Linked DNA regions of Mus musculus: regions 2, 3 and 4 are each linked to region 1. Evidence: chromatin contacts called from public promoter capture Hi-C data. All regions are on one chromosome and are shown on one strand. The core of a region is the stretch at or near the end of the contact, and the rest is flanking DNA. Distances in the headings are between cores, read along the strand shown.

Region 1 (8,000 bases), core at 3,637-6,136:
CCAGATTCAAGGGTCTGACGCAGGGGTCTGCAGATCAGGCACGGGATTCTGACTACCTGCAGCAGAAGGGTGTTATAGGTGAGGTGTTTGTACCAAGGTGGTGGTGGGAGACAGGATACCTGGGAGCCAGGCAGTGAGCCAGTGACTCCAAGGGGGCTGGCTCAAAGCCACTGGGTAACTTGGCGCCAGCACAGCACGGCTGGACCACACAGGGCCACCTCCACAGCTTCACTTTCGAAGGAATCCGCCTTGCTGTTCTGTGGCCCAGCCAGAAACAATAGTTGGAGGGGGGAAGAGAAAAGAGACACGGCATCCAGACTGTTCTTCAGCTCGACTACCCCTGGCCACACCACCCCCAACATTCTTTTCAAAAATGACCTTCCCTTCTCAGCGCTGAGCGGAAGGTAGACATGGGAAAGAGCTGACCTTGTCCCAGATGGACTCTGCGTGAAGCATCCTGCACCCTGGGGTCCCTGTAGCCCCTACTTCATGTGAAAACTAGAGTTTTGTCTTCCAGCCTGTGTGCCTAAGAACACTCCAAGCAAAGGAAGGGATTACTGGATCTTCTGGCTCCCAGTCTCTGTGTCCACTAGGGCTCTGGGAACCACAAAGGTCCCAGCTGGAAATAGACAGTCTGCTCCCCTGGCCTGTTTGCTTAGCCATCGTGTGAGGTGTTGCATGGATTACCTCCTACACTCTCCTCTAGGCAGCTGTAATTCTAGACAGGTAGAAGATGACTCTAACCTGAGACATTCTAGGAATGGTGCAGACACCTGGATATTTATTTGTTCCTCCTCCATGGGAATCTAGGAAACCTAAACCCCAAAGGTGCACATCCAGTCTTTCCTTCCCAAACCTCATACTCTCCACAATTTAGAGCAGTCAGCGTCTTGGGAAGCTTCTTTGTTCCTGTGACTGCAGAGGAGCAAAGGGAGACACTATGCAGCCTCTAGAAGGATCTACTATGATAAGCCAGCCCTTCAGACTTGTTGTAGTACTTCAAAAGCAAGGTTTTGGTGACCTCTGCTGGACGCTTCCATGACTAACCATTTCTGGCTATGGTATCTAGATTTCAAATGTCTACTCCAAAACAGTAGTTATCTGCACGGAGGGACACCCAATCTGAGTTTGTGGGAAGGCTCCTCAGGGGTCTCCATCATTCACATCTAGGCTAGAAAGCCACCAACTAGTGCTTGAGGCTGCCTAGTGACAACTTTTCTGGGTGGGTTGACTTAAGAGCTATCTGGTTCCTACTCCTTGGTTCAGAACCTTGCTGGGTATAAGGATCTCAAAGGGTAAAAAATGGACCTCAGCATCCCTGACCCTACCTCTCATATCACTCAGGGCCTGTTCAGCCTGAGAGAACATGAGTACAGTAAATATTTATTGATAATGTAAGAAAGCAAATAAGGTCCCTGGGGCTAGGCTGAGGTGTCAGCTCATTTGGACCCGGAGACAATGTAATCTAGGGGAGCCAACCTCTAGGCAGCTACATTGGAAGACCATATTAGGTGTTGGGTAATCTATACTGTGAGTAGCATAGCACTGAGCATAGCAGAAGAGTGGCTTCCCTGGCTCCAGGCCTCAATCTCCCCATGTGTAGTATTAGTATGAGTCTCTCCATCCCATATATATGGAGCTGAACTGCTTCATCAATCCAGGCAAGAGGTATATTGGCTATCCTTAGTAATACCCTGGCCTTCCAGATGGTAGGCAGAGGCAATGAGGTCCCCATAAGACACAGCTAAATCTCAAATACCAAAGCAACAACACAGCTAGCTGGGTAAACATGGTTATCACTGCAGACCCCATGGACAAGGGGAGCTCCTGTGCTGCAGGGCTGCGCTGAAGGGCCTCAGCAAGGTCAGCAGGAGTGCCTGAGCCAGGTCAAGGACTGACCTACATGGGGTGACCTAGGGCTTAAAGGAACATCTGAAGTCCTCTGCTGGGATGTCTGGGGTTAGCACCCAGGGTGATGCTGATCAAAGACTGAATCCGGTTTGACCTCTGCTCCCTGGGCACTGGTTCAGTTTGAGTGGCTTCTTCTTGTCCACTCTTGGAGGGATTGAGAGACAGCACATGTCCATCTCTAGTATTCTGCTTCCTCTCCTCAAGGCCAGTAGGAAGTAGAGCTCTAAACTAGAGTTTCAGAATGCCTCAGGAAGGCATGGGGCATGTGCCTCAGCCTGCACAGGTTGGTTCTGGGGCAACCTGCCTCTCCCTTGAGGTCGGAGTCAAAGGCTGCAGGAGTGAAGCCATAGATAGGAATCTGGATATCTGGACCATATTTCTGTTTCTAGAACCCCATAGCACTAGTCCACCACATTTCCTGAAAAGCTTGACTCGCCCCACAAGGCCCAAGGACCCAAAGATTTTTGTTCCCTTTACCCGTGACTCATATGCCCTCCAGAAAGTTTGTGGCACTTGAACAGTAGGGTACCCTATCTGCTACCCTACCCAAGACCCTGGGGAGTTCCATAGAATGACCCCAGGCTCCTCCTTCTTTCTTCTTTTGGGTCCAGTGTCTATCCATCCACTCATCCATTATGTTCATTTCTGGCCTTCCTTTTTCAGGGGGATGGCTGGCTATGGCCTTGTGACATTTCTCTAGGTGGGGCTGTGGTATTGTCACAGAGAGGGGGTGACCAGGAAGGGTTCTTAGCACTGCTGGAGGAGGCTTCCCAGCCAACAAGTACCAGCAAGGAGGCCTATGTCTAGTTCAGAGACTTGCCACCCTGGTTCTGGGTGGAGCTTTGAGGAACAGATGGGTTTGGCTTGGGTGGCAGGCAGGTTGGCCAGCCCTTGTGGCAACCAGGATCACCCTAGGCCCCTAAGCTCTCATCTGCCGGACAGGTGGCACCCAACTGGGCTCAGAGTGTGAAAGAGAGGCACTCTGTTGAGATTTCCCAAAGATCTAGCTGTTTTGTGGCTTTTCTTTAGAACTGAGAATATTTCTAGGGGACTACCAAGCAGTTAGGTTCAAGGAACCTATCTAGCTGGAAGGAGGGGCTGAGAAGTGGTAGGAGGCCCCAACCCTAGGTCTTCCTCATGGCCACCTTGCTTAGAACTCACAACTGGTCATTTTTGAGAAGTGGAGTTCTGGCTCATGCCCAGGGCTTATGGGATCCCTTCAGTACGTCATCCTACCCATGTGGGATGCCTGTCTTCTTCTGAGCACTAAGAGTCACTTGGATAGTCTGAGAGCAGCTGGGGCTATTCTCTGTCCTCCCAGAGCTGGGATAATCTCTTTGAAAATGCCTTCCATGGCCTTCCAGCTCAAGGTCCCAAGCCTCTCTTTCTACCCATTCAGGGAGTCCTTCTAAAATAGCTATGGAAAAAGAACTCAGGAAGGCTAGATGGGAACTGTTGTTGGAATATTTTGGTCCTCTTTCTTATAAAAGTTCTCTGGGGCCCTTGAGGATCCAAGGCTATAGAGCAATAAATTATCAGCTCCTAGCTGCCATCACCCATGCCTTCCAAAGACCTCTAGCTCTTCTCTATCCAGCTAGAAGCATCAGGGGTGGGGGTCATGATCCTCCCGGACAACTCAGGGTGGGGGTTATGGGCTACCTGACGGTATTGGTTATCTTGGGGAAAGGAACTGTCTATGTTCCAGGTTTGGTCTAACAGGTACCTGTGGGAGGTGCCCAGGGAGCCAGGAGAAAACTGGGGATGCAGAGGGAACCAAAGAAGTCTTGGGTAGATCTTTTAGGGGCTATTGTGGCTAGGCAGATAGATAGATTAAGCTGTGGCTACCCTACCAGCCCCACTCATGTCTCCTGGTCCCACATATGCACATGCACATACACACACAACTTGTGCTCATTCAAAGGTTTTATTCATTGCAGAGGGGTAGGCTGGGTAGTGGTGGGTCTAGTTGCAGTAGTTCTCCAGCTGGTAGAGGGAGCAGATGCTGGTGCAGCACTGATCTACAATGCCACGCTTCTGCTGGGCCACCTCCAGTGCCAAGGTCTGAAGGTCACCTGCTCCCGGGCCTCCACCCAGCTCCAGTTGTGCCACTGCCAGGGAGGTTGTGTCAGAGCAGGCCAGGGCATCAGCAGCACAGAAGCAAAGACACATAGGAAAATCCAGTCAGGAGTAGCTGAGCAACCTCCTACTACCCCAGGTTTTCTCGCCCCTTAACCCCTGCAGGTGGCAGGGGTTGCATGCCTGTGGGACAAGTCACTGGTCATGGATGGACACATGGGCCTCTAAAGCCTACTCATCTTCAGTCAGTGCAGTGCTCTATGAGGGCCCTAAATAGGTACCTATCCTGGGATCTAGTCACATGTCCCAAGTTACTACCACCAAGGACCCCTTAAGGCAGGATTCTTACTCATTCCTGGCAGCTGCCATGTTTACATATGTCTAGCTTCCCCCAGAAACGTGTCCCCACTCCCTGGTTATCCCGAGACCCTCCACACCTAGGACACAATTTACAATGTCCCAAGTGTGAAGAAAACCAGGGTAGTTAGCACTGGGGACAGAATTCAGTGGCAGAACTCACCTTGTGGGTCCTCCACTTCACGGCGGGACATGGGTGTGTAGAAGAAGCCACGCTCCCCACACACCAGGTAGAGAGCCTCCACCAGGTGGGAACCACAAAGGTGCTGCTTGACAAAAGCCTGGGTGGGGTGGGACTCCCAGAGGAAGAGCAGGGCCAGCAGGGGCAGGAAGCGCATCCACAGGGCCATGTTGAAACAATAACCTGGAAGATAGGCTGGGTTGAGGATAGCAAAAGTTTCACGTAAGAGAGGAGGCTATATCCTACCTCAAGTCCCTGAGGTCTTAGCTGGGGAGCCAGGCCCACTGAGAAGAGTACCTTCCTGCTTGCTGATGGTTTTTGATTGTAGCGGATCACTTAGGGCTGGTGGTTACTGGGTCCCCACTACCTTTATAGACCAAAGCACCTCCTCTCTGCCCCCTGGACTTTGCTGTTTGACCCATTAAGGGCTCCAGGTGGGGTAGGTCAGCAGATGGCCAGAGGGGCTGAAGCTGCAGTTTCCAAACACTTCCCTGGTGCTAGGTCTGCAGAAAGCGCTCATTGGACGTCAACACCTCTACTTAGTCCTAGGGTAATTAGAGTCTTAACAAGGGGCCCTGATGGCCTGATGAACCAGTTCACAGCAGGGGACATTGTTCCAGAGTGGGTGATGCTTTCTTTGTCCTTGGCTGAGCATTTTTCCACATCATTCCCCAGGAAGTTGCAGTTGGGGACCTAGTATCTTTGTCCCTTGGACTGTTTCACAGTTCCAATTGATAGCTGGGTTCTTAACTCAGCCGAGTCCCCAGCTCTCTCTCAGAGGTAGAAGGAAAGCAGAATTCAGGCAGCAAGGCACTTAATGGTCCCTCCTCCTCTATCTCTCTTTCCATATCCCACTTGGGGGTCAGCTGAGCTGAAGCCCTGTGGTACATCCTCCTGCAGTATCCAATAACAAGATAAGCACCTGAAGGCCAGCAAGTCTCCATATGTAATACTTGCTTCAGAGCTCAAAGCCAGCTGTCTCCATCTGTTAGTGCATGCTCTATTCCAGCTACAAAACCTTTCTCAGCCTCCGCTTGGAGTGGTTGGGGGTTCCTTGACTCTTTCTGTTCCTGATTTGGCACTGTCCTGTTTCCTAGGCAACCAGCAAAAACACTTGGTGCCTTGTGTGAACTAGAACTCTACCCTCCGCAAGGCTTTACAGACACTAGACCCGAATTGTGGGTCCCTTGCTCTCTGCTCCTTGTCCCCCAGAAAGTGCTGCAGACATTCACACTCTGGGTACCTGGGAGACTCCAGTGGACCTACTGTAGCAGAAGATATTTGAATGCAAGAGGAGAGCAGGTGAAGAGCTCAGGCAGGATGGGGTAAGAAGATCAGGGCAGTGTGGAGGGGTGTCCTCAGGACCATAGTGAGGCCAGAGGGCCTTGCTGAGGGTCTCACTGGGGATCCAACCTCCTTGGGAGCTTTTTCTTTTGAGAAAGGAGCTTTGTGGTGTAGCTAGGCTGGTCTTAAACTCAGTCAGTCTTTTTGCCTCAGTCTCCCAAGTTGAGCTATATACCACCACTTCTGGCTCTCCTTGGGAACTTAAAAAGGCTTAAGGTCTTCTTTATGTTTTTTTTTTCTGTGATATTTAAATTCTTTCGGAGGTCTCAGTGACACACAGGGACAACCCTGAGCATCCCCACAGGACTTTAAGGCCTCCGCAGGACCATCATGTAAGCTCAAGACTCTCCGGCGTCTCCATGAGGAATGACACATAGCTTGTATCTTAAAGGAGTTCATGGATACACTAACGCTGCAACAGGCTTACCCCACCCCAAGGTTGCTTACAGTCTATTTTCAGGGTCTCCCTGCGGCTTAAGGCTTCACGTGGCTCAGCAGCAACGCCACCTCCCCATTTCTCTCCCCCATGAGAGTTTCACTGTGGCTCTGGGCTCTCCCTAGAGTCTCAGCTGAACAGATGCCTTTCCCAGAGTCTCTTTGAGGTTTTAGGGTACCCTTGAAGGCAAGGGCTCCCAGAGACAGCTTCAGTTTCTCAGTGGGGTTAAGACCTTCTCTAGGCACTTTTGGAGCTTACAATCTTCCTCAGAGTCTCATCATGGTCCTGCCATATCACCACTCTTTCAAACTCTTACAGTTTCCCCAGGGTACTAAAGGGACTTAGGTTTTCTCCAGATGTTAGTGAAACCCAGTCTGCTTGGGAACTCAGCAGGGTTCACACTGCCTCCCTGGCTCTCATCCAAAGTCATGGCATTCCTGTGGATCTCAAGGGATCTTAGGACCCTCTATAGGACCTCAATGGGCCTCACTGATTTCCCAAGATCTTAAAAGGACTTAACTCTTTCTGTCTTACTTAGTGCCTTTCAAATCCCTGTGAACGAATCTCCCCAAAGAAGCAACTTTGGGAAGGAGAGGTTTTATTTCAGCTCATGGTCCATCATGGAACAGAAGTCATGGTGGCTGAAGTTGGTCTGTCTGTGGAAGCAGAAGCTTGCAGAGATGCTGGCCAGGAATCAGAGTCAGACCGGAAACAGGGCTGGCTGGCCTATAACCCTAACCCTCACTCTTATGGCCCTTTATGTATCAATCAGCTAGGCCCCATGTATAAAAGGTTTCACAATCTCCCAGAACAGCACCACATGTTAGAGACCAAGTGTTCAAACATACAAGTCTATTGGGGAAGTCTCACACTCAAGCCATCACACCAGGGGCTCAGTTAACCCTAAGACCTCTCCCATGGTTGCTGTGGGGTCCACACTATCTCCCAAAGTCTCAAAGGAACAGAGAACCAGAGATCTCAGTGTGGTGTACTGCTTTGAGAAGGGTCTCAGCACAGTCCCCTGTGTTCTCTGGGTTTTTAGAGGATCTTATTCTCTGTCCCATGGTCCCAGATTCTTAATGATGTCCATACCTTCTCTGGGCACTCAGCAAGGTTCATGGCTCTCACTAGTATCTCATGATTCATGGACTTCCCCAGAGCCCTAAGCACCTAAAGCCTTGACATTTCAGTGGTGTTAAGGACTTCCCTTGGGTCTCAGAAAAGGCCAGTCTCCCTCAGGGTCACATGGGGTTGAAGACCTTGCTCAAGTTTTAAAATGGTTCGGGCTCTCCTCCAGGTCATGGTGGGGATCAAGGATTTGCTAAGAGTTTCTGAGGCCTAAGGTCCTTCTACACTGTCCTTAGGATGCTTCCACCCATCTCAGGTTCTTTAGTAGCTTCACAACCTGTTCTAAGGCCTCAGTGAGGCATGAGAACTTCCCAGGATCGCAGCAATACACAAACACTATACATGTGTCCCATTGGGAAGGAGGATTTCTCTAGAGTATCCCTGGGCCAGAAGCCTCCACTATCATCTCACTAGACGTTATAGCCGAAGGTCCCCATGGCCTAAGGAAAGCTCATAGACTTGTATGAAGTCTCGGCTTTTCTTCTTTTATATCTATATTTTAATTAACTGATTAGTTTGTTTCCTTCCAAATGTGGAAGTCAAATGACAATCCACAGGGCATGAATC
Region 2 (8,000 bases), core at 3,506-6,005, 1.9 Mb after region 1:
AAAATGCAGTGACCCCTCCTCCCCTCGCCTCTAGTGTTGAGATCACAGGCATAAGACAGTATGCTCATCAAATTTTGATGGACAGGGAGCAGACCTCATCTTTACAGTCCATTCAGGCTTTGGGAGTCTGGGAGCCATAGACCTCCACATGCATGCCTACCATGCTGTCCTGTTCTAGCCACACCTAAAACACTCCAGCCCTCTCACTTGGCTTTGGCTGAGCAAAGCCTTGGTGACAATGAGTCCCATTGCTGGCAGATATCCCTCAGGCAAGCATCCACTTAGCACATGACTAAAGATTCTGTGGGCTTCCCGAATCTCCCAGAAAACCAGCACTGTTTTGCATCAGCTACTGGAGGCCCATGGCCTATGGTGGATGCATCACACATTCCATCACATCATGTCCCATCGTCTAATTTGAAACACAGCTCACACTGGGACCTTGTGACCAGAAGGCAGTCAGCTGAATGACTCAGAAATGATTGTGGAATTCAAAAATAGGAAACTAAAAATATGCAGGGCGGCTGGCTTCTAGGAACAGGCGGGTCTGTGGTTCCAACGCTTGGTAAAGGATGGGTAGGAGCCAAGACCCTGATGGGAGCTGAGGAGTGAAGAGCAGGCAAGGAGAGTCACCTGTGAGCTGTGCAGCTCTGACAAGCCTTTATTAGCAGCAGGAGGAATTGATGCTGAGGTGTTCAGGGCAAAACTGGGCACAAGTTGGGGAGATGCAGAGATGTGTGGGGTGCTCACCCTGATGATGACCGCGTTTTAATCCCCAACGTGGTTGAAGGGACTCTGTACAAAGGGATAAGTTTCTTTGGTGGCCCAAAAGCCCTGCAACAGTAGTAACTCAATACTGCCACTTAAAGAGGGGAATACAGCAAGTGACATTCTCTTAAATCTAGAAGGAAACCAGCTTGCTCATATCTGAGCTGAACTCTGGAGAGCCATTTTGGATTCCTGAGCTGTACAAAAAATGTGACACGCCGGGCGTGGTGACGCACGCCTTTGATCCCAGCACTGGGGAGGCAGAGGCAGGCGGATTTCTGAGTTCAAGGCCAGCCTGGTCTACAAAGTGAGTTCCAGGACAGCCAGGGCTATACAGAGAAACCCTGTCTGGAAAAACCAAAAAAAAAAAAAAAAAAAAAAGTGACATCTAAGCCCATCGACCTGTGACTTGCCACAGGACAGTTAAAAGGCATCAGCAAGAGCAGTAGGGTTGCCCAGGCTTCCTAGCGCATAGGATGATCAGAAAGGAGTTCAAGGTCACTTCAGTTACACTCAGCTTGAGGCCAACCTAGGTTACATCTGGGCTACAAGAAACCGTGTCTTAAACCCTTCAAACTGGAGAAAGGGGGAGGGGTAGAGAATGACAGAGAACACCCACCAGACACCTTATACAGGCCTATGCATAGTCTGGGGAGTCAAGAGCATTGTGGCTACAGCCAGGTGAGAAATGGGGTCAGAGAAAACAGGATGAGTCCCCAGAGTAGTCAGGAGGCCTCAATGGCCAAGAATTTGAACAAACAGCCAGATGGAGCAATGCTGAGCTGAAGAACATGGTAGGCTTGAGGCTGTGGAGGAGGGTGCAACCCAAGGAATGCAGGAGGGACCAACAATGCGGAAGGCGATTGAGGAGAGTTCAAGTGTGCTGAGGGGTCAGCTGTCTGGTGGATAGGTGGAGCAGGGAGCAGGAAATGAGGGCATAGAACCTAAGTGCCAGGAAATGACTGATCTGTGTTTGAGTACAGGCCCCAGGCTGGTCACTTGAAGTCCACATTAGGTTAGGACAGTGAGGTACAGCTCTTCACTCTGTCAGGAGAACCTGTGGCTAAGATCCTCTTCTCCAGACATGAACTTTTATTTATTTGAGATATGGTCTTTCTACTTAGTGTTCTCTATGTAGGCTAGGCTGTCCTTGAACTCATAGATCACAGAGATCCACCTGCTTCCACCTCCCTAAAAAGCTAGGATCAAAGGTATGTATTATCACACCCAGCCAAAGGTTAGAAAGCTGAGACAATGGTTTATTGGGCTCCAAGTGTGGCAGTCAGGGCCCCTGCTGGTGTGAAGGAAATCACATCACTCCATTCACAACTAGCACCCAGGGCTGTAAGCACACCTCAGTCAGCCTGATGGGAGGGATTTCTGAGGTTAGAAGGGTTCTTAATATAATAGAAATTCTTGGTGACACAAGTTATCTCCAGGTAAAGGCACTTGCTTTTGTGTGTTTGGGGAGAACATCTCATTTGTAGCTCAGGCTGCTGTAAAGTGCAGTTCTCAACTCTCAAGTGCTAGGATTTCAGAGTGAGCCACTATATGTAGGTAGGCCCAGGGCACTTGCTTACAGACCACCATGGAGGCAAGGTGCTACCCTTTAAACCACAGTCCTCACAGGGGTCTTGCACTTGTTTGAGGGTGGGGGGTCAGGAGCTGCTGTCTGATGGCCTCCAAGGATGTGAGACAGATGTCCTCTTGGCCAACTGTAAGGCAACCAAGTGATCTTAACTGAGATGGTGTCTTCCCCCAAGGAACAAGAAGAAGGCTCTCAAACTGCAGTCAGCACATGTGCCATCAGCTTCAACTTCCTTCTTGCAAGACCAGAGACCTCTTGGGGGGGTGGGGGGGAGGAGCAGTGGTGGAGAACACGACGGGGAACCTTCATGTGTTCCGAAAGCCCAGGGAGCAGAGGTTCCGTAGATACAGATATACTCCAGGAGCTGGTGGGAGGGGACCCGCCCTGGATCAGCAAGGTCTTTTTGGCACTGGGCACAAAAGGCACTTGGTGCTACATCATGGTGTGATCAAGTCCACAGTGACTCCTGAGAGGAGCTGTAGGCTTGTCAGGGTGTTTCTGAGGAAGACACAGTTGAATCCCTTAGTACTGGGGACATATTCTCACTCTTGCTCACAGATTCCTGGGCTTCTTCCACCAGGTCAGCCACCAGATTCAGCCTGCAGGTCCGCAGCGCCTTAACCAGTCCGGCCACCGAGGCGTTCTTCTTCTCAGCATTCTTCCAGACTTTCAGACTCTCCCTTACCCGCTCACTCAGACTTCGGGGGTACTTCTCCTCAATCCCATCCATCTTGGCCTCAGACACCTTCAGCTCGCGGGCCAGTCTTTTCCAGTCTCTCCCCACATTGTCACACACAATGTCAAATGCCACCTGCAGATCTAGGAGGGAAAAGAGCAGTGTGACTTGACTGAGGAGCTGGGGCAAGTCTCCCTACCGGCCACCAAGCATGGGCCTGAGCACTTCGAAGACAACATCACTTCAAAGCCACTCAGGTCCTGTGCTGACACTAAGTAGCACAGGAGCTACTTCAAGATACCCAAAGTGGCCTGATCTGCCCAGCCACATTCTCAGCCTGGGCCACAGCGAGCTATGGCTTAGAAGACTGTCAACTGAGGACTGGAGTGTCAGAGGGAAAAAGCAGGGCTGCCCTAACACCCCGCTCAATAGTGGGTTGGCCAAAGTCCCCAAAGCTACATCTTACACTGTGACCTTTGCTGGTTTGACCAGACACCACAAAAGATCTGTCTCTGTGCTACTCTGGAGCCCCTGCTTAGACACAGGCAAGGTGTAATCTCTGTAGGGAGCCCTGGGCAGTGGCTGAAGACCCTTTACTGGATTCCTGTAACAATAACAAACATTGGAATGCCTTGGAGATGTGAATACACAATCCATTTTCGTGTGGATCTTGCACACACCGGCAGTGGGAAGCTTTACTCCACAGGCCCTCCAGCTGCTTTGATGTTCTGTGTCACTGTAGACAAAGAGCAACGGTGACAACCAACCAGGAACTAAATAAACCTTTGCCCCTTTAAATGGCTTCTCGAGTATTTGTCACAAGTGATCAAGTGTCTAATATATGCTTAATCTGTATCTACATCCCAAGGCCAGCCTGGTGTTGCTCAGCTGTGGCTGCTATCCACTGTGCGTTATGGGGAGGCATAGCGCCTCCTCTCTACGCAAAACAGAAGTAACTGCCGATAACCAGACACTGCACTCTGGACCAGAGAGCACAGCCGCCGCGCAATCTTTCCTTGGCCAGGAAGGGCAGTCTTGGACACAGGCACTCCCACTACGGAAATGGTGCCGAGCAGCCGGCACACGTGACCTCTGCCCACTCTTCAACGCTACCCTCACTGGGGTTAAGATGCCTTAGTCACATTCACTTCTTAGCTGAGTTTTCCAACGAAGCACTGCAGGTCTGAGGCGAGTTAATACTGGGGTTGGGCAAGTGGCACGAACCCTTGGGTTCAACCTTGGCACTGCCAGTAAGAAACAAGACCTCCCAGCTTCCGGCTCAAGCGGTTGAAAAAAGTGGGCGTGCCCTAGAGTCCATCCCAGTCGGAGCCAGTGGAGGGTGCACTGAGGCCAGGCCTCCCCGCCCATTCCCCGCCCCCTGCCCACCTGCCTCCCCCGGGGGCGCAGCGGTCGCCGTCCCCGCCTCGAAGTCGTCCAGGCGCTGCAGTAGATCGTGTCGGCGCAGCGAGGCCAGCAACTCGCGCAGCAGCCCGGTGTGCCCGCGCTCCAGGTCGTTCTGCTCCAGCAGCACCGTGAACAGGTCCAGGCCACTCTGCACGCGCTCCAGCTTTCGTTTGCTCACGCGCTCGCGGCACAAGAACTTGAGCTCCATCAGATCGTTGCCCGACAGGCTGCCGGACAGCGAGTGCAGCAGCACCAGGAATGGGTCCATGGCAGTGGTACGCCGGGCTGCCCCTCAGCGATCCCACATAGGAAATCACCTTAGGCTTTCCCGCCCAGCGTCTCGCGGGATGTCCAAATCAGACGCATGCGCTTCGGATGTGGCTGTAACCGCTTCCGCCCGGGCTGGCATCCGCTGTTGTAGTAGCTTTGACAGCTGAGCTGCGTTGACTTCAGCTTACGCGCGCGTTTCTCACCCCGAGGCAGAACAGATCTTGTTCACCAGAAGTGTAACGTGGATCCTCTTGGGGCTCTGAGGAGCTGCGCAGCCCTACTGTGTGGGGGGGGGCTGGAAGAGCAGCTGCAGATGCCTACGGCTGCCAGATCATGTTCTATCACCGGAAAGAAGGAAAGAGAGAGAGAGAGAGAGAGAGAGAGAGAGAGAGAGAGAGAGAGAGAGAGAGAGATGGATGGAGTTACTTATGGGCTGGAGAGACAGTTCAGGGGTTAAGAGCACTGGCAATTCTTACAGAGGACCTTCACGAATTCAATTCCCAGCACTCACATGATGGCTTACAACCATCTGTAATTCCAGTTCCAGGGGCTTTGACATCCTCTTCTGGCAAGCACACTTGTGGTATGCTGACAAAATACTCGTACATATAAAAACCATTAAATATTCCTTGGTATATGTATGAGCATTTGTAGGTGGTTTAGTGCTCCTACAGGTCTTCAAGTGCCCACGGAGGACAGGAAAGGGCATGGATACCCCTAGGACTAGAGTTCCGTTTGGATGTGAACTCTTGTGTGGATCCAGGTTCTCCGTGAGAGCAACACAGTGCTCTTAACCGCCAATCCATTCCCCCAGGCCAATAATATGTATATTAAAATGAGTAGAAGAGAGGATTTGGAATATTGTCATCAGAAAAAGTTGATGTGTGCCGGAGGTTGTAGAGACACTAACTGCCCTGCTTTGAGCTTTCGTTAACAATACACTGATTCCACAGCCACACCCAAGTACTGCTCATGAGTTAAAAAGTGCCTGTTGCCCAAGCTTGAGGACCCATGCTCAGATCCTGGTGTCCACATAAAAAGACGAACAAGGAGGTGCCCATCTGAAACCCCAACTTTGGCAGAGACAGATGGATTCCTGGTGCTCAGTGGCCAGGCACTCTAGCTGAATGGCTGAGCTCCAGGTTAGTGGGGCGCAGTTATGCACAGCATACCCAGCAGGGTTGACTTATATTTTTTTAGATTGACTTATAATTCACCCATTTAAAGTTCAGTGCTTTGGTTGATTTTTGAGACAGGGTCTCACGCTGTAGCCCAGACAGACAGCTGAGGCTGTATAGAATGACAAATGGGGCTGGAAAGGTGGCTCGAGGTTAAGAGCGTTTGTTACTCTTCCAGAGGATCTGGGTCTGGTTGCAAACAACTATGCAGGACTGCTTACAACTGTCTGTAACTACAGACAGGGGAATCAGGGGCCCTCTGCTGGTCTCTGCTGGGCACTACAGTCTCTCTCTCTCTCTCTCTCTCTCTCTCTCTCTCTCTCTCTCTCTCTCTCTCACACACACACACACACACACACACACACACACACACACACACACGAACACATTTTTACTAGGTTGGGGGAGGGCTCTTTAGGGGAGCAGACCAACAGAAGTGAATTTACTGGACTGGCTTACTTGAGGGGGCTGAGTGTATGTATCCTGTAAATGCAGAGGAGATTCAATCCCAGAAGCTGGAAACCTCAATAGTCAGAATCCAATCTTGAAAGTCTGGGGGTTCCCTGGAGAGCCTATAGTTGTTGAGTCTATAGTTTTTCCTCTATGGTAGTTTCTTTTGAGACAAGATCTCATGTAGTTCAGGCTGCTCCAGAACTACTCCCCTTCACACCATGTAGCTCAGGATGACCCTTAAGCTTCTGATCCCCCTGCCTCCACCTCCCAGGTGTGCACCACCAGGTCCAGTTTATTTTTGTTCTGGATGTCAATCTCTTGTTAGATGTGTGTTCTGTAAACACCTCCACATCATGTGCACTACTTTTCCAGTCTGTTCATAAGATCCTGCAATTTAAAAGTTCATAATTTTGATAAAATCAGGTGCATGTATTTTTCTTTCCATTGTGCTAATAAAGGGGAAAAAGCCTCTCTGGTGGCGGTGACCAGAACACGCCTCTCAAGAATGGCCTCCACCATCCTTGTCCAGAAGAGAAGAGGACATACAGAAGCAGGGTGCTACAGAGCCAGGTTCCCACCTCACAGCTGTGAAATGCCCAGAGCATATGCAATTCCTAGTCATGCCACCATACTCCACGTTGGCTGCTCCTACAGCAGGGAGAACAAGGTTTCCAGAAAGAAGTTCTTCATGAGGGAGGAGCACTGAAAGTCCCTGAACCAAGATGAGCCGGAGGCCATCCCAACAGACACCAAAAGGAAGGAAGAGAGCCAGCTGTGGCGGTTCACGCCTTTAATCCTAGCATTCAGGAGGCAGAGGCAGATGGAAGTCTGAGTTCGAGGCCAGTCTGGTCTGCAGAATGAGTTCTAGGTCAGCCCAGGCTGAGAAACCCTGTCTAAAACAAAACCAAACACAAACAAAAAGGTAAAGAAAGGAAGAGAAAGAAAGGGGGTGGATAGGAGTCAGGATGGGAGGAAGAGGAAAGAAGGAAGACAAAGAACAAAGGGAGAGAGGGAGGAGAGAAACAAGGAGGGAAGGAGGGAGAGCTTGAACATCCCTTACTGGTTTCATGGAGGTAAACTCACCCTTGTTTGTGCTGATGATGGTTAGAACTCTTGCCTTCCTCTCTAGGGTTGTCTGTCTCCAAGTTTGTCTTTTCTTGAGTGTTGTTGCTCCACTAATGCTAGGTGGGAGCTTTCCTCAGCTCTGCCATCCCTTGCCTTTCCTTGCAGAGGTTGTTGTTATTGTTGTGTTTGTTTGTTTGAGGCTGGGTCTCACTATGTACCTCTAGATGGCTTGGACTCACAGAGATCCCCTTGCCTCTGTCTCTGGAATGCTGGGATTAAAGGTATGCCCCTGCCATGTCCATCAGGGAACGTGGAACCTCCGCTGCAGGGATGGGCAGCGTTGTAGAAGCCTCATCTTAGACACCCGTATCTTAATTCTCAACCTGTGACACCCAGGCTTAGCCCTGGCCCCTGGATGGAGGCCATGAAGGCCTGCTGAGTGAAAAAGATTTTGTAGATGTAGTGAAGATAAGGCCCCAGGTTGGAAGATCTGCCTGGCATGCCTCAGAAGACCCATCTGGGCCTGTACACTCAACAACTAAAGAGCCCTGAAGAGGAAGGGCCCAAAGTCAAGGCTGGCACTGCAGTTCTGCCTTGG
Region 3 (8,000 bases), core at 3,547-6,046, 1.2 Mb before region 1:
AACCAAGATGTGGGGGTGTTTCTTAAAAGCTGTCCAGTGCCCAAGCCTGGGACCTTGCACCTGCACCCTTAAGGCCTGCCTGAGTGGCAGGTGGGAGGGACTGATGGAGTTTACTCGCAGCTTGCTTGCCAGCTGTCAGAAGTCCAGGGTATCACAGGCTCAGGCCTGAGGCTAAGGACTTGGTCTTGGTCAGAAGTGGTTTAGCTCTCAACCTTAGGCAGTCCTAGCTTGGGATCTCCCAAGTCCAGGATGTGGCAGACTCTACTCTCTGTTCACTACAGAATCTCTGCTGGCTGCCAAGAGCTTTTACTGTTGGAGTAAGGTCACACTTTTTTTTTTTTTTTTTTTTTGGAGACAGGGTCTCACTATATGGCCCTGACTGTCCTGGAACCCACTTTGTAGACCTGACTGGCCTTAAAACTCACAGAGACCCACCTGCCTCTGTCTCCTGAGTGTTGGGACTAAAGGCATGCACCACTAACGCCTGGTCACACTTTCTTTTTTTGTTTTGAGGTAGAATCTCTCTATGTAGCTCCGGATGTCTTGGAACTTGCTATGTAGACCGGCCTGGCCCCAAACTCACAGACAGAGATCTGCCTACCTCTGCCTCCCGAGTGCTGGGATTAAATATTAAATATTAAATATGTGTGCCACCATACCCAGCTCACTTCCCTTTCTTGCACTGGCTTCTTCCTGGGATTCAGCCTTTCCCAGAATCTCTACTTCCTGAGAAGCAGCTCTGGTACTGGGTCTGCTTCATGCCATCGCAGTGACCCTGGAGCGTCCCTGTCTCAGCTGAGCTTTCCTTTGCTTCACAGCACCTCCAAGAGCCAAGGCTCGCTCCTATGGCCAGCCCTGGGCTGCCTGGATCTGGGGAGGGCCAGGAGGGAGAGGAGACAACAGGGGTCTCGGCAAGGCATGGAGTAGAGGTGCTGCAGCAGGCCCAGGAACTCTTCCTACTATGCGACAAGGATGCCAAGGGCTTCATCACTCGTCAGGATCTGCAGGTGAGCCCCAGATCCAAGAGGTTGCTAGACCCAAGGCCGACCTTTGCTGCTCACCGTGGTCCTTCTTGCCTGGTCAGGGTCTGCAGAGTGATCTTCCACTTACGCCTGAACAGCTGGAGGCTGTATTTGAAAGTCTGGACCAGGCCCACACTGGCTTCCTCACAGCCCGGGAGTTCTGTCTAGGCCTGGGTGAGCAGGTCCCAGTCACCTGGAGACCCTCTTCAGGGTGCCCTGAGACCTTATGAAAGCCTGTGCCTTTCATTCACAACTTCCTAGCCATTCTGGTATCTACAAACAGGCGCATTCTGAGCTGTACCTCCCACAGCTACTCTACAGTGGATGGGCTGCCCTCCCCCAATCCCTTCTCTGCCAACCAAGGTGGGGCGGGGGAGCTGGCTGTCATTTCCCATTCCCAGGCCAATAGAACCAGAACAAGGAAGAAAAACAGGAAACTGGGCCCTGAGAGTGGGCAGGATATGTTGTATGTGGCTGGAGGGAGTTGGGTAGGTCCAGGGTGCTAACCCACAACCCTGATATTCTCTCCTCCCATGTCTGCAGGGAAGTTTGTGGGGGTGGAGTCGGCCCCAGGTGGGTCCCCCTTGAGGACTTCTGAGGAAACCTTTGAGTCGGGCACAGGGGGCTCTCTGGAGGAGGAGGAGGAGGATGTTGAGACATTCTACACTTCCTTGGAGAAGCTAGGAGTGGCCCGGGTCCTGGGCGAGTGAGTTGAACCCCACTCTCTTTTTGAGAATGTTTCCTCTTCTTTTCACAGTCTGTCCACCTTGCCCACCTGTCTGTTGTTACAGAACCCCTAGGTCCTGTCAGTCCATCCCTTGTCTGTTGTGGTTGTCTGGGAGAGTGGCCTGGCGTGATTTTCCTCGGAATTTGCATTTCAGGAAGCCTTAGCTCTGCGGGGCGGGGTGCCACCAGACACCTTAGGCACGCACTGGCCCAGCACTTGGTATACAGGGCACCTTACACTTGCAGAGGCCAAGGAAGCATAAGAGCACCAAGCGAGGGGTGTAGTTCTGGGCTGCTGGGTTCTCCATGGGTTTGTTTCACTGTCCGCAATGGGGAGATAAACCCTCACCCACCAGCTCCCGTCTCTGATCGCATCCTCCAGGCAATGGGCTGTGAGAACCCTCTGGGTCGGGCTGCAGCGCGAGCGACCTGAGCTGTTGGGCTCTCTAGAGGAAGTTCTGATGCGCGCATCGGCCTGCCTGGAGGCGGCGGCCCGGGAACGCGAAGGTCTTGAGCAAGCGCTGCGACGGTGAGGGCTGGCCTAGCCTGGGGTCTGGGGACTCACGGAGGGGGCAGAGACTTGGCTCGGAAATGATCATGTCTATGATATCCCGGTTCCTCGAAGGCGGGAGAGTGAACACGAGAGGGAGGTGCGCGGACTGTATGAAGAACTGGAGCAGCAGCTCGGGGAGCAGCGACACCGCAGGCAGAGCCAGGTGGGCCCGCGCACGCCTCGCCCAGCCTTGCTGCTCGCCTCTCTGGCTCCGCCTTCCCCGAATTGGTTCCTCCCCAGAGGACTCACCTCTGGGAGTCCAAGCTGCCCCAAGTCCAGGGAACTCTGCTCTGCCTCAGCAAGTGCCCCTTCCCGCACTCTCCACCCCTTCGCTACCCACCCTTGCCTGCCTCCTTTGAGCCCGGAACGAAGGCTCTAGCGCGGCTGTACATCCCAGAACCTACCCCGGGAGGAACAGAGGGGCCACCTGGAGCTGGAGCTGCAGACCCGTGAGCAGGAGTTGGAGCGCGCAGGCCTGAGGCAGCGGGAGGTAAGCCGTATTGAGTTCAAGTTGGTGTCCTCGCATGGGGGGGGGGGGGGGCGGGCGGGTTTATCTGTGCCTTGGGGTCCTCAACCAGGAGCCACAGGGGTGAGGGGTCAGCTTGGGACCAGAGGGGTGTGGCATGCCAACCAGCATTCCACCATTCCCCAGCTGGAACAGCAGCTGCAGGCCCGGGCTGCAGAACAGCTAGAGGCACAGGCCCAGCACATCCAGCTGCAGAGGGCCTATGAGGCCATACGGGCACAGCTGGACCAGGCCCAAGAGCAGCTCAGTCGACTGGAGGGCGAAGCACAGGGTCGGCAGGAGCAAACCCAAAGGTGTGGTGAAGTGCCTGTGGTGAGGGTAGAAGGGTCTGTCCCCCCAACCCACATCTGGATCACAGCCTTCCTGTCCACAGAGATGTGGTTGCTGTCTCCAGGAATATGCAGAAAGAGAAACTCAGCCTCCTAAGGCAGCTGGAGCTGCTGAGGTGGGTCAGGCCTGCCTGGGCTAATGGGAAGTGGTTTCAAGTTTCCAGATAGTATTGGCTCCTACCCATGTTGCTGGAAGTCCTTATGTCTGCCCTATAGCCTTCATGCGGCTGGCTCTGTAGTCCTCTTGACTCAGGGAAGGCATCTCCCCCATGCACTTTTTCCTCTAGATCTTAGCCTCCTCGGTCTCCTACCTCTCTTTTCTAGGGAGCTGAATCTGAGGCTTCGAGATGAGAGAGATGCCTGTGAGACCAAGCTGCTGGGCAGTAGCCACAGGAAGGCTCTAGCTATTGCCCACAAGCCCGGACCCATCTACTGCTGCTGCTGCTGTGGCTGGGCTCGGCCCCCCAGACGAGGCTCTGGCCATCTTCCTAGTGCCCGATGACCAGCCCCGAGTGACTCACTTCCCTATCCAGAGGACTGCCCCTAGGAGGGACTGGTCTTGGTGGCGGATACTTGCTAAGTGTGTGGCTCTACCCAGAAGGCATCCCATGCCTGAAGGAGCTAACCTCAGAGTAGTCAAGGCCTTCAGTCCTTCAGTCTTTATCCTGTCTTCCTTTTTTTTGGGGGGGGGGGTTTCGAGACAGGGTTTCTCTGTGTAGCCCTGGCTGTCCTGGAACTCATTCTGTAGACCAGGCTGTCCTCGAACTCAGAAATCCGCCTGCCTCTGCCTCCCGAGTGCTGGGATTAAAGGCGCGTGTGCCACCACGCCCGGCTATCCTGTCTTCCTTAATCTTTGTCTGAAGGACCAATAAAGGCCATTGTATACTGTGTACTCCTTGGCTCTTGTGTGTTTGGGAGCCACGGTGCATTTGTGGTTCATGCTTGGTATCCATGGCACAAGGTGACATGGAGGGGTTTACAGGTGCACATTAACCCCTTCGTTCCTGCAGCTGGGGGTTCCTGTGTGCTTGTGTGTGTTCTGTGATTCTGGATATTCACCAAGCCCTCACCCATTCCTCCCAGCTGAAGCTCCCAGGACTCAGGTTTCAACAGGTGTCCGCTCCCACGCTAGTCCACACGTGGAAGGTCCCGCTCCTCACCTCCGTGGTCAGCTAGCTTTCTGGTCCAGGTCCTTTATCCATCATCCTTTGGCACAGTTCCTAGCCAGACCATATGCCACCCACACTGGGCACCTCTCGCAGGGCCCTCATGTCTCTATGGAATCTTCTGGCACCCTCCACACTGTATCTGGAGTTTCCCCTCTAGCATTTCTTCAGCCGCTAGAACCTGCAGCTTTAGAGTGGTTCTCCCGGCTTAGACTAGAGAAACTGGTCTTGACCTCAGTTCTGGACCTCTGGTGGGCTAGGTGCCACCTTCCCCACCTCTTCGCTCCCCACCTGGGTTCTACCTCTGGTCTAGCTCCTCTGTCTCTGGGCGAGTTGGGGCTTTTGATGACAAACGGGGCACCTTTAAACTAACTTTACAGACCCACAGGTCTCTCTGGCGCGCGCCTTAGCACCAAACCAGTTAGGACTTGCCTGCCCAGGCCGGCCGTGGGCGGGGCTGCGCCCGGGGCGGGGTCGCGCGCAGGGCGTGTCCTCGCAGGCCCCGGGCCGAGCGTTCTCTGTACTCCGAGTGATCGCTCCTACCGTGGCTGCCGGGGCTGGTATTTCAAAGCGTGGTTGGTGAGTGCTCCGTGAAGCATAGCCGGAGGGTGTGGGGAGCAGTGTCCTGAGTTCCTCGCTCACTGGTGTTCCTAGTCTCCAAGCTGGCCTCAGGGACGCCCAGGAGGCAGAGCCTGAGGTAGGACAGGGTTGCAGACTCCTTTCCGGAAGATCGACGCCGGGGCCGGGCAGTTAGAAGGCCGGAGGGGGAGGGGTGAGGGAGAGAGCTTCTGTGGTTCTTGAGCAGGCCTGACGGTCTCTTTCGTGCAGAAACCCAGAAATTTAAAAGTCTGACCACCCTATTCATTGTCCCTGGACACCGGTTCCCTCCCCTGAGACCGCAGGTCCGCCCACTGGCACGGGGCGGGGGAGGGCGGCAGGGGCGGTGGTGACTTCATCTCTGTGACGCGGGGATTCCTCGCCCAGCCCACTTCAGTGTTTAATCGGGTCGGTGGGGCGGGTGCCGAAGGCCCAGGACAGGTCCAGGAGCTAAGTGTAGGGCGGTTGTGTCCAGGCCGCAGGAGCTATTTCTGGCTGGTCCAGGCTCTCACACCGGCACTTTCACAGAGAATTTACATCCAGTCTGCTGATTGTCTCTTGGCTTAGGTTGATGGATGTGTCTAAAAGCCCATAGATTCTGGGCTTTTAGAGCCTGGCCCCGGGGGTTTGCATTGTGGCCAGGCTTCTTTATGTCATTGCCCGCTTTCAGTGAGGCAGCATGCATTTTTGGGTCCCATCTCCAAATAGAGCTCTGAAATCTCTCCCACTTTCCAAAATGGACAGTCGATGCATCCTCCTTCAGTTTGCGGTCGCTGCTGTTTGGTGGGGGAGGGACTGTGATGGATGGGACTGGAAGGTGGGGCACTTGGAGAAGGCATTTGGTCCCTCCCTAGATCAGGCAGGTCAGCCATGTTCTTTGGCCTGCCGCCGTCCAGTAGAAAACAGCAGGCCTGCCTGTTATGCTTCCTTGCAGATCTGGTGGCTCTGAGAACCATTTTGACCACTGCTTAAGCTTCTGTAGTTGGAGTGGCAAGATCCCACCTGCTAGGTGAAGGGCAGAGAGTGACTTTTGACCTGTACCTGCTGGTCCTGACTTGAGAGGTGAGAGCTGGTGCCTGGGCAGAGCCTCAAGGCCCCTGGCTAACAGTTCTGCTTAGGTGTGTGTCTGGGAATCTGACCTGCGTCAGCCGAGGTCTGTACACTGTCCTCAGTCAGACAATAGTGTGTCTAGGGCAGGGTGTGACTAGGGGACTCCTGGAGGAGTGGCACATTCACATATGTGGAACTGGGACCTCCCCCTACAGTCGGGAGGAGAGCTGGTTGTACAGGCTCCACCTACCGGCATCTTATTGTCTCTGCCCTGGCTGGTAGTAGAGTCAGCTCAGAGTCCTCACAAACTGTCCCTTAGGGTGGCCTGAGCTCTCTGCCATATCTGGGAACGGGTATGAGTGGTAAGTACCTAGCAGCCTGATTGTGGGACTCAGGGAATGCTTGGGGGTGCCGATCAACAGGAATGTACCCTGAAGGTCTGCTGGTGCTTCCCCCCCTGTTGCCAGCAGGAGTGAGTCAGCAGATGTTGGGGGGTCCTCCATGATAACCCACCATGTGTCTGGCTGTGAGGAGGTTAGTTCAGGAAGTGACTCATAAGGTTCCTGGGAATGCTCCTCTGAGGGCAGATAGCTGGCTGAGCTCCAAACTGCAATCATCCGGGGACTGCTGGATCTCCTCCTGTCTCCGTTGGTAGATAGCTTTCTTCCTACTTGGAGGCCTGGTGCTTCAGGCCATCTGACCTCCTCCCCGTTCCTCTAGGCCCAGGATGGGTGAATTCAATGAGAAGAAGGCAACATGTGGCACAGTCTGCCTCAAGTACCTGCTCTTTACCTACAACTGCTGCTTCTGGGTGAGAAGAGCTAATTTCTCCCTGCATCCCTAGTCCCCATGTTGGAGGCCTGGCCTGGGGGGCTCAGTCCCAGCTTCCAGACCCAGGCCAGATGTGGTGACCAGTATATACTTTCTGCAGCTGGCCGGCCTGGCTGTCATGGCAGTGGGCATCTGGACACTGGCCCTCAAGAGTGACTACATTAGTCTGCTGGCCTCAAGCACTTACCTAGCCACGGCCTACATCTTAGTGGTGGCTGGTGTTGTTGTCATGGTGACTGGAGTCCTGGGCTGCTGTGCCACTTTCAAGGAGCGACGGAACCTGTTACGCTTGGTCAGTGGGGCATGGTGGCACACGGTGGGGCTAGGGGTGCCTTGCATGGATTTCTCAGGGGGCCTCTGGTACTGGTTCTGGGGACTTAACTGGTTGAGTGTATTACTGCAGGCTGTCCCTGTTGGGGCAGACACGAGCTTCAGAACTATGAAGGAGCTAGGCAGCCCCAGAGTGTAGCTCCTAACTGAATTCCTCTTGCTTGGCCTCCTGGGTTGGGGGCTTGGCTTTGTGGTACTCTGGCACTAGCAACCCCCCACTTACTGGGTCCCTGCTCCCTAGTACTTCATCCTGCTCCTCATCATCTTCCTCCTGGAGATCATTGCTGGCATCCTGGCCTATGTCTATTATCAGCAGGTAAGGGCCTGGACAGGCCATGGGGTGTGCCTAGAACATGGCCCTGTCAGTCCCATTGGAGGTCCTGGCTCCAGCTTTGCCTTTGCCCAGAGTTTGATCCTACCCACAGCTGAACACAGAGCTCAAGGAGAATCTGAAGGACACCATGGTCAAGAGATACCACCAGTCAGGCCACGAGGGTGTGAGCAGCGCTGTCGACAAGCTGCAGCAAGAGGTGGGTGCCCCTAGAACTGCCCGCCCTCTCGGCATGGTGCCGTGTGCCGGCAAGCGCTGAGGCTCAGCCATGTGCCCCTTGTAGTTCCACTGTTGTGGCAGCAACAACTCTCAAGACTGGCAAGACAGCGAGTGGATCCGCTCTGGTGAGGCAGACAGCCGCGTGGTTCCTGACAGCTGCTGTAAGACTATGGTAGCTGGCTGTGGTAAGCGGGACCATGCCTCCAACATCTATAAAGTGGAGGTAGGTGGGTTCTCAGCAAGGGGCGGGGCTAGGCCGGACTGGTCTTCAGGCAGCCTGGCCCACCACCCTTCTCTCCCACTAGGGTGGCTGTATCACT
Region 4 (8,000 bases), core at 3,296-5,795, 1.0 Mb after region 1:
GTTTGAAAGAGTAGGCAATGGCTGAGTTGAGCTCCCTGATCCACACCCTCCTCATCTTGTATAGCCACTGGTGTGCCCCAAAGCTCACCCATGTCTATGCTGTGGCACTGGGTCTCATTGAAGAACTCACCTGAGGGACAGGTCTTGCAACAGACATCATTAGACTGGTATTCACCATCGGGACAGTTGAAGGAGTATGATTCAGGCATAGCAAATATTACCTGTGAGTGGAAAAGGACAAGGGGCAGCTCATACTTATGGTAACTGCAGAGGATGGTTTGGATAATGGTGGAAAAGGAAGTACCAAGGCAGGGCCTCCTTGTGCAGAGCCCAGCAGGGACTATCTGATGCTACGCTGTGGCTGATGCTATGCTGTAGAACTCTGAAGCCTGCAGTTGCCCATGGAAGGTTGTACAATACACCACTGCCAAGTCTAGTGGCTCTTGGCTTTTTGCACAGCAGTATCATGCCCACTCCACTCCATCCCTAGTTCACTTCTAGCAGCAGCAGCAAATTTTCTAGCACAACTTGTGACCTATTGGGATCCTATAATCTGAACCTCAAGCTTTGATGGCTGCTCCCTATGCTGGGGCTGCAGATAGAGACACCAGTTGGAACAACTTGCAAAAGGACAAAGGAGTGAGAGCTCTGCCTTGTTTTTTGTTTTTTCTTTCCTTCCTTCCTTCTTTCTTGTCTTCTTTCTTTCTTTCTTCCTTCCTTCCTTCCTTCCTTCCTTCCTTCCTTCCTTTCTTTCTTTTCTTTTTTTTTTTGAAGAATTGTTTTTTTTTTATGTATGTGAGTACACTGTAGCTGTCCTCAGACACACCAGAAGAGGGCATCGATGGTTGTGAGCCACCATGTGGTTGCTGGGAATTGAACTCAGGACCTCAGGAAGAGCAGTCAATGCTCTGAACCTCTGAGCCATCTCTCCAGCCCCTGTTTTTTCTTTTAATTTACCTCCTTCACATACTATTTCTCTAAGTACACCAAAGCTTTAGATGTGTTTCTTGGGCTGGAGAGATAGCAGGTAAGAGCATATGTCGTCCAGGCAGAGCGGTACATATCTTTATCCAAGCACTCCGGAGGCAAAGAAAGGTGAATCTCCTGAGTTCCAGGATAGTCAGAGCTTGTCTTAAAACAACAAGACCCCCCCCCCAAAAAAAAACCCAAACATATTCTGTTCTTGCAGAAGGCCAGAGTTTGGTTCCCAGCAACCATGCAAGAGGCTCACAGTCACCTGTAACTCCAGTTCATGAGAATCTGATGTCCTCTCTGGCCTCAGGAATTGCAGACAAGTGACATACTTAACAACCCTTTAGGAAACACTTAAACAAATAAACAAAATCAAATACTAAAATAAATGAATAAATCAACAAATAAGTAAAATCTAATTTTGTTTGGTCTTTCATTACTCAAAGCCTCAAGTAATTGTAAGTAAATAACTGGTTTTACTTTATTTTATTGTAGTACTGAGGATTAAACCCAGGGCTCACACTAGGCACTAATTAATTGCTAATGTGCTATATTTCTAGTTCTGCAACAGATGACTTTAAAGATTTATATTTGTGTTTATGAGTGTGTGCCTGCTTGAATGCATATATACCATGTGTGTGCAGTGATTGAGGAGGCCAGAAGAAGGCAGCAGATTCCTGGGACTAGAATTACAAACATGTGTGGGTGCTTGGAACTGAGCCTTGTTACTCTACAAGAGTAGCCATTACTTAATGCACCCCAGATACTGATACATGCTACATGAAACAGAGGCAAATAACAAAGACAACAAAACAAAAAAACAAAAAACAAACCATAAAAAACCCCAAAGTTTGATGTAGTGATCATTGATCATTTATAGGGGATTGAAAGAACATGTGTGGAGCCATGATATCACACAAGCTAACAGAGTCTATGGATTAATAGGATATTCACTATTTACCATCCCCATGTCTCACTTTTCTCATCTGTTAAATGGAGATATTAATATACTTACTACTCTAGTCACTTGAGCTCTTTACAAAAAAAATGAGCACTGAGGCTCACTTCTTTATATTTGCATTTTTATGGTACACACTCTGGAAAAAAATTCTCCACAGCATCAACCCTTAGGGCCCATCTATACATTTGTGGGAGCCATCATCATTCATCCTTACCACTGTGTTCTGATCTCATAGCTAGCCAGTGTTGTCCAGCCTTCAGGAGAAATTCCTTGGCCACAGGATTTTCCTGGTTCATAGATAGGATCTCTCTCTCTCTCTCTCTCTCTCTCTCTCTCTCTCTGTCCGTGTGTTTGTGTGTGTGTGTATGTATGTATGTATCTGTCTTCTGTCCGTCTGTCTGTCTGTGTCTGTCTATCTATCTATATCTATGTATCTATGTATCTACGTATCTATGTATCTATATATCTATGTATCTATGTATCTATCTATCTATCTATCTATCTATCTATCTATCTCTATCTTTCTGGTATTCTCTGCCCATTTATTTTGTCAGGAATTCTGCCCTTAACTCGCCAGGCAGGAGTCTTCTTTTTAGGGTTCCTAGGTTCAATACCTTCATCTTGATTCATCGTCACCATTATTATATGTTGAAGCTGACACTTCATCACTGCCCTGAAGGCAATACTATTTTACCCCTTGGAGATGGCCTGCTTCACCTGTACTTACACTTAGGAAGGACATGACCACAGGTTAGACAGTGGATTTAGTAGGATATCTTCACAGCCCATGTCTTTAATTCCAGCAGGCAGACCTCTGAGTTCAAGGCCAGCCTGGTCTACAGAGCAAATTCCAGGACAGTCAGAGCTACACAGAGAAATCCTGTCTCAAAAGACCAAAAATCTACACACATACCCTATTTTTTAAAATTTCAATATTCTTTGAGGATAGTCTTTTTAAAAAATATTCTTGAAAGAGATGTTATCTTCAGTCTTTTATTTTTATTTTTGACTTTTACAGGACAGTGTCTCATACACAGTCTGGCTGTTCTAGAACTCACTATAAAGATCAGACTAAACCCAAATTCACAAACATGTCTACCTCGTCTCTCAATTGCTAGAATTAAGGGCGTGCACTACCCCGCCCAGCTCACCCTCAGTCTTTCTTTGGAGTACCTTCTTTTTGTGGCATTATTTGAGACGATCACCATTTTTTCTTTACAACAACCTTAAAACAACAACAAAAACAAAAACAGCCTAATATTGTCTAGATTGTTTCTGGGGATTTCTGGACGACAAAATGCACCACTTTTCAGGCGGTGCCTGGGCAGGCATGGAGCCCCAGAGCCCTAATAGGGATGGGAAGAGATTTCAGGGTCAAGGGCCATCCCATGTGAAACCTGCCTGTGAAATATGTTCGAAGTCCCTCAAAGTGCTGGGAACTTTGAAGTCACCTCTGAGTTGCATATCCTCTGGCCCCTTGCCCAGGAGATTCCCAGGGAAGCTGGATGCCCTCTAGGTCCATTTCTGTGAAAGCTGCTCACCAGCAGCTAGCAAAGAATTACTATTAACCAGCTCCTAGATGGTTTAAAGAAATGCTGATTACATGTAAGTGGTCTCTGACTGCTCAGATACTATCTTAGAACAATCTAAGGGTTATTTTGTTGTTGTTGTTGTTGTTATAACTAAAGATCTGAATGTGTTAGAAAATGGATATCCTTACAGGTTATAAAACATAAACCTTTTTCTGCCTATTTTTGGGTTTGAAGACTCTTATGAGAGAAAATTGACATAAAATTAAGTTGGCTGTAACTAAAATGTCATTTACAGGATTGTCTAGGTTTTTTGTTTGGTTGTTTGGTTGGTTTTGGTTTTTTTTTTTATTTGTTTGGTTTTTTTGGGTTTTTTTTTTCCGTTAGTTTGTTTTGGTTTTCAGCCTTTCTGTGTGTAGTTCTGGCTGTTCTGAGACTCCTTATGTAGATCAGGCTGCCCACTAACTTAGGTTTAACTGCAGTTTAAGATTAAAGAGACAAGAAGCGATCTCGGGACGAACTTAGCAGAGACCCGAAAGGCCCAGGAAAGGCATAGCCAGGCCTTCCACACAGATCCTTTTGTAGTAGTTAGTACTACACCCCAAGACGAGCCGGGCCGGACCCACCCAAGGCGCACAGTCGCGCGGGCCACTGCAGTCCGCAATGGCACTTTCCCGAGTCACCTTCGGAAGGACCGCTTTCAGATGAGAAAGCGAGGAGAGGCGTGTCCGTCTTGTCCGGGAGCTCAGGGACCAACCGGACACACTTTCTCTGGCTACCCGCTTGGCCATTCCCCTGCCTCTGCTTCACCTCCACAATTCCCCAACTCTGGACCACTTAACTCTGGACGAAGTTCTGAGGAGTTGGTTGGCGGTGCCAAGGCTGACCCTGGCGGAAGAGCCAATTCACCGCCCGCAGTAGCTTTCCTCTGCAGCCCGGGGATCCGGTGCCCAGCGCGAATCTCAGCTCCGCAGGGCCATATCTACTCACCGGCAAGAACAGATTCAGCAGCAGCAGCAAGAGGAACCAGTGACTCAGACTGGAGACGTGGCTGAAGGTAACCATGGCTGTGAGCTAGCATGGTGTCACTCAGCTGGAGGAGCTCTATTTCAAGCTGGTGGCCACGCCTCTTGTCAGCGGATTGGTTTCTGTATGGTTGCCTAATCTCGTGGGCGGGTCCAGCGCCACCACTCTTGCCTTCCCACCACCATCAGTGCTCAGTAATATCTAGTTTTCTATAAATACAGTAATTTTAAATGCCTGTGACGTTATTAACAGAATCATATTTGTTATAAGCAGCAAGCTAAAGTCGAATTCTCTGCCTTCGTTTGTTTTCCATTACAGTATACTGCTCTTTATTATAAGTTAATTAAAAATTTTCCTGGACCTGAGTGGAGGGAGAGGCATGAACTAGAGCTGGAATCGTTATAAAAGTCAGACTGCAGCAGACTGTAAACCTTCTCAAAAGCAACAAACAAAAAGAGGAAGATAAGCTACAACACACACTGTCTTAGCTCAACATGGGGAAGTTTGAAGTAACTCTATCCCTGTAGCTTTCCTGTGAGTGTTCACTGGTCAATGGTCTGGAGCAGCAGCTGAAGGCTTCACTGTCAGAGTCTGAGGGGCTGTGTGGGACTCGCTGACTCTGAGGACCTCAAAATATCCAGGACTCGTAGGCACTCTTCCAGTGCTGGGGTTGGGGGGGGTGTGTCGGGGGAGGAGGGCTGTATGAACATCCCTGGACTGTGAGTCCCTCACCTCTTCTTCCTTTCACTGTGTTTAGCTCCACTGTGTGTGCCAATCCAAGCTCATGGGACACAGGACATTTAAGCCAAGTCTACTAGTCTAACACAGGAAGTAGAATGCTTATTTCTCTAGGGAACTTGGGTTGGTTCATCTGTTCCACCCGCCCCCTCCAGGTATTCGAAAAAGTGGCCCACTACCAGCCCCATCCATCTCCCTTCCAAATGCCACTTCCTCTTTAAAATGAGGGAGGACTCAGAGACCTGGATTTCAATGGCTGCCCCAAAGAAGAGGAGCCTGGCTCCAGGCACCTGGTACTCTTTAATTCATCTCTTGCCTCTCTCCCTAGGGCCAGGGAGTGGAGCCTGTGCCCATCTGCCCTCACCTAGGCTGGGGAGTGGGAGGGGCCAATTCCTTGGCCAGCCTGATGCTCTTCTATTTCTTGTCTTCCCTCAGGCTGGTGTCTGCTCAGGAGTAAACCAAATCAAAACACAAACAAGTGTTTAGAAAGTTTGGTTAGTTCAACACGCTGAACTGTCCCTCACCCTTGGGAAGCAGAGGGAAAGTAGAGGAAGGGAAGAGGAGAGGACTGTGCACTTGTGGATGCTGTTGTCCCACCAGTCTCTGAGTAGCTCGGGAGCAGGGGGAGGCTAGTGGCTTTCCTTTTCTGCATACAGTTTACAGATCTGCCTTGTCCCACACTGTAGGTGGAGGGGAGGTGAAAGGAAGAGGCCTGTCTACCCTGGGCTAGATATTTGTGCTCCAGGTCCTTCTCTGCCCTCTGCCCTTTGCTCCTTTAAAACATTTATTTTAAAATGTGTGTGTGTGCATGTGTGTGTGTGTGTGTGTGTGTGTGTGTGCGCGCGCGTGCGTGTCCATGCGCACAGGTGCCTCCAGAGGCTCGAGGTGACATATCTCCAATAGCTGGAGATACACATGGCTGTAATCTGCCTGATATGAGTCTGGAGATCAAACTGGTGTTCTCTGCAAGAACAGCATATCCTCTTATTGGCTGTGTCATCTCTCCAGCCATCTCTACCCTTGCTCTTTAAGGTGGGATAGTGGGATGTCATACTGTTCCAGGAAGCCCCTAATGGTTCAAAGCAGTTGGGTGACATTCTCATGAGCCCAGTGACCCTTGATGGTCTTCCTGCAGAGATGAAGGGTGCCCACAATGGAAGAGTTGGACTCATTCAATACCAGGAGAATCTTCTCACCCCTAGAATAGATGTATTATCTATTGTAATATGTATATATCATACCCTTTCTTGGGATACTTTCAGGTTGCTTCTGGGTAGCTTGCTGCTTGGGAATATGTGAGGATTCTGGGGTTTTTTCCCTCTCTGCTCTTTCTGCAGTGCAATGAAAAAGGAGAGATATAGCCACGTCCTTTAGGTTAGTGTGCAAGAAAGTAACAGAGGTCTGCAAAGGACCTTGGAACTGTTAAAAAGAGAATTCATGAGGACATTCCAAATGTCCAGATGTATGATGGTGTTGTGAGGGACAGGACCTAGTTCTGCATGGGGGCCAGGGTGCAGGAGAGAAGGTGAGGAGTTCAGAGCTTCCTGTCTATACTGGAAACAGAGATGTCTGAGGTAGAAAATGGCTACTTGCAGACATCCATGCTCCAGGGTGACTGGCTGCTTCATGGAGGCTCCAGGAGCAGGGTCCTCCAGAGAACTCCTGGGGTAGGTAGATGCACAGCCACTTGGCTCTTCTTTACTTCACCCTCTCCTGGCATCTGAGGTAGGGAGGCATTCTTGGGGTCCCCTCTCATGGGTGTTGTTTGGCCACCTTCATTCCCTCTGGTCTCTGTTATCTTCTATGGGTTGTTGGGGAGGGGCGCTACAGCTTCCCTTTGAGGTGGTGTGGGGTGTGTTGTCAGATGCCAAGGGATATTCTGGATGCCTCAGAGCTATGTCAGAATACAGAGCATTAAGCATTTCAGCAAGGCTGTGTTGGCTATAGGAGGCTGACAAGTAAGCAAGCTGCCTGGAATGCCCTGGCAGGCCACATCCCTCCCATGCCACAGTTGCTCACTGGCTGACTGATGGGACTCCAGTTCCCAATGGCTCCAGGTGGGTTATCTTCTCACTCAACACTGTGAACCTGCACCCACCTTCTGAACCCCTCACTTGGCACCTCCAGCTTAAGACAGCCATATTACACCGCGTTTCCATCTCCCCAGAAGTTCCTCTTGTTCCCAAGGATTCCCCCAAAAGAGAAATACATGTATTTCCATTTATTTCAAGGCATGGAGCAGACATACCCCCAGGATTGGGGAAGGACAGAGACAAATGGATACAAAACTTGGAAAATGAAAGGATCAGATACAATGGAGATGGCACCAACTAAGTATTAAGGCTCCAAATGTGAGTACGCATAGGTGCTCACATACATACACACGCACACACACACACACGCACACGAAGAGCGTCATCCACATAGGATCAGGGGCTGGATGCAGAGGCTGCTCACTGCACATAGCTGCCTCAGATATTGCAATTCTATGTAGTCAGAATGTCAACAGAATGGGAAGACTGTATTGGTCAGGGAGAGTGGCAAGCTTGGGCCTCCCTGGCCTTTGGGGTCAGCCTCTGGGCACTTCTCTTGCTTACAAACTCACACTGCAGTTGGCCAGGGCACTCCTGTGGCACAGGTGGGCTCCTCTGGCTGTAGGGCAGATGTAGGTGAAGTAACTACCTGAACAGGCTTCTGTGGAAACAGCTTAACAACAGGATAAAAGTCCCAGTGTCCTCACCAGAGTAGCTACAGCCTGTCCATGCTTGTGTGAG

What was found. Promoter capture Hi-C pulls out the DNA fragments that hold promoters and counts their contacts.
Region 2: a promoter capture Hi-C map of liver shows a contact between it and region 1, with 3 times the contacts expected there. The contact joins the promoter of Fadd here to the promoter of Ins2 in region 1. A contact is called at or near these places in 4 of 39 promoter capture datasets (hippocampal neurons, liver and stem cell-derived epiblast-like cells).
Region 3: a contact with region 1 is called in a promoter capture Hi-C map of hippocampal neurons, with 2.5 times the contacts expected there. The contact joins the promoter of Cd151 here to the promoter of Ins2 in region 1. A contact is called at or near these places in 3 of 39 promoter capture datasets (frontonasal cranial neural crest, hippocampal neurons and pre-B cells).
Region 4: a contact with region 1 is called in a promoter capture Hi-C map of liver, with 2.9 times the contacts expected there. The contact joins the promoter of Tnfrsf23 here to the promoter of Ins2 in region 1. A contact is called at or near these places in 3 of 39 promoter capture datasets (hippocampal neurons, liver and stem cell-derived epiblast-like cells).

Annotation. Positions count from the first base shown.
Region 1 is chr7:142,674,840-142,682,839 of GRCm38.p6, forward strand. Ins2 (insulin II) reads right to left here and starts at 4,887. Exons shown (of 3, transcript NM_001185083.2): 1 at 4,823-4,887; 2 at 4,508-4,708; 3 at 3,817-4,019. The coding sequence starts at 4,694. The coding sequence ends at 3,874.
Region 2 is chr7:144,577,686-144,585,685 of GRCm38.p6, forward strand. Fadd (Fas (TNFRSF6)-associated via death domain) reads right to left here and starts at 4,756. Exons shown (of 2, transcript NM_010175.6): 1 at 4,419-4,756; 2 at 638-3,175. The coding sequence starts at 4,704. The coding sequence ends at 2,844.
Region 3 is chr7:141,462,566-141,470,565 of GRCm38.p6, forward strand. Cd151 (CD151 antigen) reads left to right here and starts at 4,797. Exons shown (of 8, transcript NM_001111049.1): 1 at 4,797-4,901; 2 at 5,854-5,981; 3 at 6,690-6,780; 4 at 6,901-7,092; 5 at 7,372-7,446; 6 at 7,556-7,660; 7 at 7,745-7,903; 8 at 7,986-8,000. The coding sequence starts at 6,697. It overlaps Cracr2b (calcium release activated channel regulator 2B), which reads left to right. Exons shown (of 10, transcript NM_001025103.2): 2 at 819-1,007; 3 at 1,085-1,196; 4 at 1,566-1,728; 5 at 2,131-2,277; 6 at 2,374-2,464; 7 at 2,699-2,791; 8 at 2,954-3,120; 9 at 3,201-3,272; 10 at 3,481-4,037. The coding sequence starts at 846. The coding sequence ends at 3,658. It overlaps Gm10575 (predicted gene 10575), which reads right to left and starts at 5,206. Exons shown (of 2, transcript NR_152219.1): 1 at 4,317-5,206.
Region 4 is chr7:143,681,330-143,689,329 of GRCm38.p6, forward strand. Tnfrsf23 (tumor necrosis factor receptor superfamily, member 23) reads right to left here and starts at 4,546. Exons shown (of 6, transcript NM_024290.4): 1 at 4,453-4,546; 2 at 131-221. The coding sequence starts at 4,527. It overlaps Osbpl5 (oxysterol binding protein-like 5), which reads right to left. Exons shown (of 22, transcript NM_001199227.1): 22 at 7,433-8,000.